Regions from separate parts of the Ovis aries genome. Here region 2 is linked to region 1. The links are chromatin contacts, called in public Hi-C maps. All regions are on one chromosome and are shown on one strand. Each heading gives the region's core, a stretch centred on a gene start, on an enhancer-like site or on the middle of the called end of the contact. The rest is flanking DNA. Distances are from core to core; before and after follow the strand shown.

Evidence for each region. Hi-C and Micro-C count contacts between places; a contact is called where the count stands out from the background.
Region 2: a Hi-C map of hypothalamus shows a contact between it and region 1, with 4 times the contacts expected there. The contact joins two enhancer-like sites. A contact is called at or near these places in 4 of 16 Hi-C or Micro-C datasets (hypothalamus, liver, muscle and 1 more).

The regions. Positions count from the first base shown.
Region 1 is chr5:50,251,295-50,254,860 of ARS-UI_Ramb_v3.0, forward strand. DIAPH1 (diaphanous related formin 1) reads right to left here. Exons shown (of 29, transcript XM_060415855.1): 29 at 2,654-3,566. It overlaps LOC101105495 (protocadherin gamma-C4), which reads left to right. Exons shown (of 4, transcript XM_027970335.2): 4 at 1-746. Among named protein-coding and RNA genes, the nearest start is that of DIAPH1, 120 kb to the right of the region's middle. Within about 2 kb of position 1,942, at least 19 of the 54 cell types and tissues checked have an H3K27ac peak or open chromatin away from gene starts, as enhancers often do. A contact at or near this core is called in hypothalamus, where this site is marked.
Region 2 is chr5:50,307,563-50,311,128 of ARS-UI_Ramb_v3.0, forward strand. All of the region lies in intron 19 of DIAPH1 (diaphanous related formin 1), which reads right to left. Among named protein-coding and RNA genes, the nearest start is that of DIAPH1, 62 kb to the right of the region's middle. Within about 2 kb of position 1,804, at least 38 of the 54 cell types and tissues checked have an H3K27ac peak or open chromatin away from gene starts, as enhancers often do. A contact at or near this core is called in hypothalamus, where this site is marked.

The DNA of each region.
Region 1 (3,566 bases), core at 692-3,191:
AGGTCCCCTGGAGAGGTCAGAGGGGCCTCTGTGGGTGCTGGGTACTCCAGAGGTGCTGCTGGTGGAAGGATCCCTGTGGCCCCAGTAAGGAGGGAGGGGCCCGCTCCGCTATTTTTGGTCCCTGGGTTGGGAAGGACGAGAGCTAGAGCAGGGACCAAGTGGACAGAAAGTGTCAGCCTGAGATCAGGGCTTCTCCACAGGGCCCCCCTTGCCCCAGCGGCCCCAGCCCTTCACCTTGCCAGGTGCCATTCCTTCTCTGTGAAGGCCACTGCCCAGGCCCCCAGTCCGCCCCCTCGTGGCCAGAGCCTGGTTAAAGTCCCCCAGTGCCTCCTTGTGCATAGACCTTCCTCTGCTCACCCCTCTGCCCCTGGGGTCCCGCTCACCCAGCGGGGCTTCTCAAGAACCCCACTCCAGCCCTTACTTAGTATAGAAACCCCCTCCCTCTTGCGGCTGGTGTAGAATAACCAATAGTGTATAGTGCGGCGTATTTTTCCGTGATGGCGAGCGGGCGGCGGGCTCCAAGCAGCCGTCCGTCCCCGAACCCGCCCGCGGCGGCCCGTGCTGTGTTTTGTGCTGTGTCCACGCGCTGCGGCGCCCCCTTCCCGCGTACTGACTCCTCTAAGCGCTTCTCTTTGCATAGTCACGTAGCTCCCGACCCCGCCCCCTTCCTGTGTCTCACGCAAGTTTTATACTCTAATATTTATATGGCTTTTTTTCTTTGAAAAATTAAAAGGTTTCTTCTGAAAGGTGGGCTGTTTCTGTGTAAGAGATGAGGGCTCCTGGTGTGTATGGATGGAGTGATGAGCTCGGAGTAGTATGCTGGAAGAGCAGGATCGGGAGGCGATGATTGCGTTGCGTCTCGGTTTTTGTCGCTGCCTGAGTATCTGTGTATAATTGTTAAATGCGGCTGTGTATGCGTGCAGCATGATTGTGCACATATAATCGGTGTCTGATTGACCGTAATGGTGCCTGTGGGACTGTACCGTGTGTGTGTAATCGGCTTCGGGTCCGCAGTGGAGGAGGGATTTCTGAGCGCGACGTGGCAGTGCGCAGTTGTCTGTCTGCCGCTGTCTCCAGGCAGAAGAGCAGACTCGTGCGAGGGGGCGGCGCGCGCTGAACAGAGCTGGAGCGGGGGCTGTGGACGCTTCCTGAGTTCCGCCTCTTCCCTGCTCAAGTGACCACCCTGAGCGCCCTCCCGGCTGCTCGGGAGGAGGGTGGACTCTCCTTTGCCCACCCTCCCCCCCACGTCAGGGGGCTTGGGAATGCCACGAGGGTGGGAGGGAGGGAATGCCAGAGGCCCAGTGTATAGCTTGCGCCTGTTTTTCCATCTGGAATTCACATTCTAGGTTACTCTGTAGCAAAGCCATGGAAACGGCAGGGTTCGCCGCTTCCTTACGTGTGTGCAGGAAAGGGGGAGGGGGCGTCCAGGGGACAGAGGGCACGCCGGACATTGGATTGCCCGCAGACCAAACGGCCTCCCTTCTTCTCTCGGCGCTTTCACTACTGGCCTAGCCCACCTCCCGCCTCCTCCAAGGAAAGAGAGATTGGAGGTTGCTGCCGCCAAAGCTGCAGGCAACAGAGTGGGAGGAAAGGCCAGAAGGCGCGGAAGGATAGAAAGACCCACTAGGGTTATGAGGCAAAGTCGGTGAGGGCAAGGGCATGCCCAGCGGCGGGGTGGGGGTGGCTGTCTCTGGACATCCTGTGTGCTTTCCTGTAGTGGGTCAGGCGTCTGCGAGCGCCTGAAGTCCGTTGTCATGGAAACCGAGCCTTCCACATAAGCTTCTGGGGGCAGCCTTCTTGCGGGGGAGGAAGGGTGGTGTGCGCGTCCTAAGATGGAAGCAGGGTTGTTTCTGAGAGCCAGGCTGCAGAGGGCGGGGTGTCGGTCGCCTGGGTTCTATTCCAGGCACGGCAGGAGACTGGCAGAGCAGAGCATGTGAGCAGCTGTGGTTGGTCCCGATTGGTGAGTGTGCCTGTGCGGCCTAAGCCAGAAATGTGCGGCCTCCAAGGGTAGGGAGGAAGGATGCAGGGAGCCCGCCTCCACATCCCCAGCCATCCTGAAGAGGTAGCTGCCCAGGCTGCAGGGCTACTTAATGAGGCTTTTAGTTCCAGAGCTGTCCAAATGGCCTCGTGTCCTCTCCAAGCCCCTCCTTGTCTATCCTGGGTCTGGGCTGTAAGGTTTCTTTGTGCAGGCCACTGCGTGCTCAAACAAGTCTGAGCATCAAGACGTCTGTCTTTTGACCTCTGCTGGGCAGGCTCAGGTTTCCTGAGCCCCAGCCGGGAAGGTGGTCTGTGGCCACCAAGTGTGTCTGCAGGGAGAGGAATGTGGGAGAACATCAGTCACAGGCTTCCCTTAGCAAGAGAGGCCCAGGAACTGCCAGGAAACTGCAGGTGAAGTCTGGAGTCATGGGGAGGTGGGGATGGGGTCCCAGAAAAGGGCTGAGCTAAAAGGCATCAGTGCAGAAGGGCAGGGGCTGAACTGGGGCCCCACTCCCTTACAGAGACAGCCAGCCCTGCACCCAGCCAGCACATGAAGGTGCCACCACCCTTCTGATGATTTGTCAAGTCAGTCACAGGCTTGAGGCAGGACAACTGGGGAGGAGCCTGGATGACAGTGAAAAGAGTGCAGAAACTCACAAAGGAAGCTGTGAGGCAGTACTGTTTCAATGCTTTATTAACAGTTGGAAACAAACCCAACAAACTGGAGGTGATGACATCCCAGAAGCCCAAGAGGCAAGGGAAACAGGTTTGCATTTTGTCCCTTTATTGTTATTATTAAACACATCTTAGCAAAAGTAGATTAAAAAAGAAAGGGTCAAAGCCCCAGATGTCAGCAGGGAGGAGGGGATTGAGGAGAGTAGCAGGACCCCCTGATCATAGTCCTCCCAGCACTAGCTCAGGGGGGCTGCTGGTGCCCCTTTGGAGACAGGCTCTAGCAACCAGAACCCTTCTGCCCAGCCTCAAGGCCTCCCTGGGGGCGCCTGAGGTCTCCTAAGCTCCCCTTGCTCTAAGAACTATACTTTGGGGCCAGGCTTTTCCAGTGCCATTCTCACCCCCTACCTGGGAGTGGGAAGCTGAGAGGAGCACAGAAGGGCAAAGTGTTACCTTTAGCCAGAGGATCTGAGCTTCCTGTGGCTGTGGCCACTGAAGCATGTGGCCTTCCCACTGCTGAAGAGAGAGAGAACAGGGTGGGGCGTCCCTGGGCCCACTTCTCCAGAGCGTCCAGTTAGCATCTGCACATTTGGCTTGATAAATATATTAAATTTATAAAAATTCTTTGTTGTTTGAGAGCTCCTATTACGCTTAGGCCTGGTCCAGCTCAACCAGAGAAGAGCCGCCTCTGGCCCCCAAGTCAGATGTTGGGGATAAGAGTCTGCACTGGCCTCGAGGGCCCAGAGGCTTGAGGGCTGAGTGGAGGTCCAGAGGGGCTGCTCAGAATTGAGGCTTGTGGTGAGAAATCCCAGGGACTCTGGAACCTGGCATCAAAGCCTCTTATATTATGGAGGGGAAAGGAGGAAGGGTTATTTTTCTTTAAAAAAAAAAATTCATATAAAAATAGATCCATTTGC
Region 2 (3,566 bases), core at 554-3,053, 56 kb after region 1:
AAAAAAATGGACTCTGGTACCCCTGCAGTTCTCTCTAAAAAAAATTGGGTCTTTATAGAAGAGGCGTAGGTCTCTCCAGCATATCTGAAAGATTAGAATATTGTGTTAGATCTCTAGGAAATAATAACAGGCTTTCTGTGAGAATAACACAGCTATGGACTCACCAAGTCTACCTGGCATACAACAAACTATGTCTCTTCAGCTTTACAAGAACTCTTTGATTCTGGGAAGAGGACACAGCAAGAGAAGCCTACCATGTGCTAATGTAAGGTGCCCATGGCCAGGATTTCCACTTTATATTCCCCTTCACTGTGATAGGAGGGAAACTGAGCACCCTCAAAGTCACTCAGAGGTATACACCACTGTGGGGAGGATAGTGGGGAGACAGATAAACAGCATGCCAGTTGAACAGCTGTTTATCCCTGCCCAAAGGTAACCAGATTTCTATCACTGACCTCTTAGCCAAAACAAATATCCATCTGCAAAATCACACAGAACTGGACAGTAACAGATGTGCAAGCTGTCAAGAAGAATGGAGCAAACTCGGAGAAATGGATAAACCTGAAGGTCAAGAACAAGGCCAGACAGAATTCCAAATCTATAAGAACCTAGTGCTGAGAGTCAGCAAGAAAAGGGCACACAGAAGTGTGAAAGGGTGGCAGAAAAGCAGTGTTCAGAATCTGGGCACTTTACAAGCAATCTGCTCATCCAGACAATAATACAGCCACTGAGCTTCTCACAGATACTTTCCCAGCACACCCAGGACAGTGACTCAGCAAGGGTGTGCTAACAACCAGACCAGCTTCAGAGATGTCGCTGGGCAGGGGCTAGAAGGACGGGCACTGTCCCAAGCAAGTCAGCAAAAGAGTAGGACAGGTTTATGCAAGGAAACAGGAGGGTGAGAGGGCAGGAGAAAAGGCATCAAATTAAGGTACTAGGAATAAAGACTTCTCCTTTCTTAAAAAAAAATGAATCAGGATCTAAATAAGGGGTTGACATATTTTTACATTCTCTTTTAACCTGTATGTTCCCTTCCATCTCCTTTTCTCTCCTGAGAGTCATCTGTTAAAGAGATCAGGACACTGGTCACTGATGAAAGGTGAAGAGCACTGGCACAGGGCCAGGATGGTGCCCAGCAGAGGGTACCTCAGCCTTTTCTAACATTCCTGCCTTCTTGCCCCTCCTGTCAGTAATGCTAAATTTCAGAGCACAAAAGACCTGGGGTAAAATTCTGGCTTGGTATTTACTTGCTATGAGCTCTCAGTAAACAAAGGACATAGTCATATCTGTCAGTTATAAAATGAAGATGATACCTATTTGGCAGCATTGTTTCAATAATCAGAAAGAATAGGTGATGAGCCTCTGTCACAGTATCTGACATTAAATACATATTCTGGGATAAAATGGAATGAGAAGATAAGATAGCTTCATCTTTTTCTAGGTGCTGGGAGCAGTTTTAGTCTTTGCCCAGCCTCACCCCCTCTTACTGCTGCCCTCAACCTAAATACAGAGTAAACTGCAGACTTCTAAGCCATTCTCTGTAACAAAGGATCCTAGAAATATCCTCCATTTTATTTTGGGTTTTGGGAGGGGAAGTAACGGGATAAAAGCATAACAAATAGAACAGATGGAATGAACACCCAGCCCCCAGCCTGAATCTGCAGATGCAGCTGCTGGTTTTCGTCACACTGCTGTTTTTTTCCTTTCTTTGTTCCTAAGGTGGAAGCCAGGATAGGGTGGGGACGAGGGGGGAGAAGGGGTGGGGATGAGGACAGGACCGTCATCAGTTACAGAAAGTCACCTGATGGTCTCCTCCAATCCCTGGTTTCTGACCTCACAATATGGAACCTGAGCCAAAATGGCTCAACTGCGCACACCCCGTGGCTGAAAAGAAAAATGCAAGCAGAGCAGGAGGAAAGCAAGCCGAATAGGAAAAGGGAGATTTGGAAGGATTTGAGCAGTTTTTCTTGCAAAGAAGAAATTTAAACACACAGACAGGCAGACAGAAGAGTGTCTAATCTTCTCATCTAACAGATCCAAGAGAAAACAAATCGTGACTTTTAGAACAGAGCTGGAATCACTGTGGGATTAGGAGAGAAGAATGGCCATTCCATCTTGTAGATGAGGGGCTACCAATGCCCTTCTGTTGACTGGTGTTCTGGGGTTCCCTTACCCAGGGGGGTGCACAAAAGAACAGTCTTTAAAAGTTGTAGTCTGACTTTTCAAAGAGAAGCAGGCTAGGATTACTAGGGAGAATGAAGTAAAAGATGCTGTTACCTGCTTCACAGAACTGGATAATAGAGCTCCAATGTCTTTGCAGGGATTCATTTATTAGGTCCAAATACTTCTAAAAACCTCATTTTCACACATCCTGGCCACTAGCAAATTTCTTTTTTAACCCTTTCTTCTCCTATTATAAAAATAAGTTGACCATAGTACAGAAAAGTTGAAGTGAAAAAAACCCAGCACCCTAACAAAATCTATTACAATATTTTGATACATTTCCTTTCAGACTTTTATTTCTGCGTTTTTTCCCTGTAAAACACAACTGCAATAAGGGTTGTATATGACTGTTTCCTGCTTTTTCCCACGTAACACTCTATCATGAGCATTCTTCCATGTTGCTCCAAAGGCAATGGGCCAGAGTCATAAAATGGGACAGTTACAGGGTATTAAGCTCTACAGGAATTTTCTCCAGAACAAAAACTACATAGGAAGGCCATGCCTTTTCACGGGTAGTGACACAAAGCTCTGCTCCTGCTCCAGTGAAGCAGCCAGAGGTCTGGAGGGCCCTTAGCAGAAATTCTCAAGTCTCTCTTCCCCACACCATATTGGCTGTAATATGAACTGTTGTGTCTTCAGAGTTGGTGTGGGTAACTAAGTTCAGTTGCTATATGAAGTTAGGCAAGAAAAGCAGGGAGAAGAAAATAGCACACGTGCACACTAAGATGCAGTGAGATCAAAAGGGTTACTCCAGGGACTGTTCCAAAAACGGACGGAGTATTTCATTACTGTACATATTTCTGTCTTATTGTAGTATTTTATTATAAAAGTGACAACTAAAAAGTTTTAAATTTACAGTTTTTTTAAATGAGAAAGATCTCTACGTACTAATAAGAAAAATCTCTAGGATACAGGAGCAAGGCATAGAAGAGTACAGATAGCACTTTTGGTAAAGGCAGAGAAGATAAAAATCTGTATTAGTATGTGCTACAAAGGCAGTTTTCAAAACCACTGAAAGAAACTAATAAAATGGCTACTTCTCGGGAGTTCCCTGTTTCAATCCCTGCTCAGACAACTAGGATCCCACAAGCTGTGCACCTCAGCCAGGGACAGAGAAAGGTTGAGATGGATGAATACTAGGAAGGGAATGAGACTTTTAAAAATATCATCTTGACTTCTGAAGTACCTATATTGTTTGCATAGAAAATGAGGTAATACAAAAGCAGAAATAAAAGCCCCAGAAGAAACATTCTATAGTGAAGATACCCTTGGTACTCCCTGAAAACTAGTATGTCCTTATGTTTGGAGGGACATTTGTCTCCCACCAGCAGAAAACCAAGTTC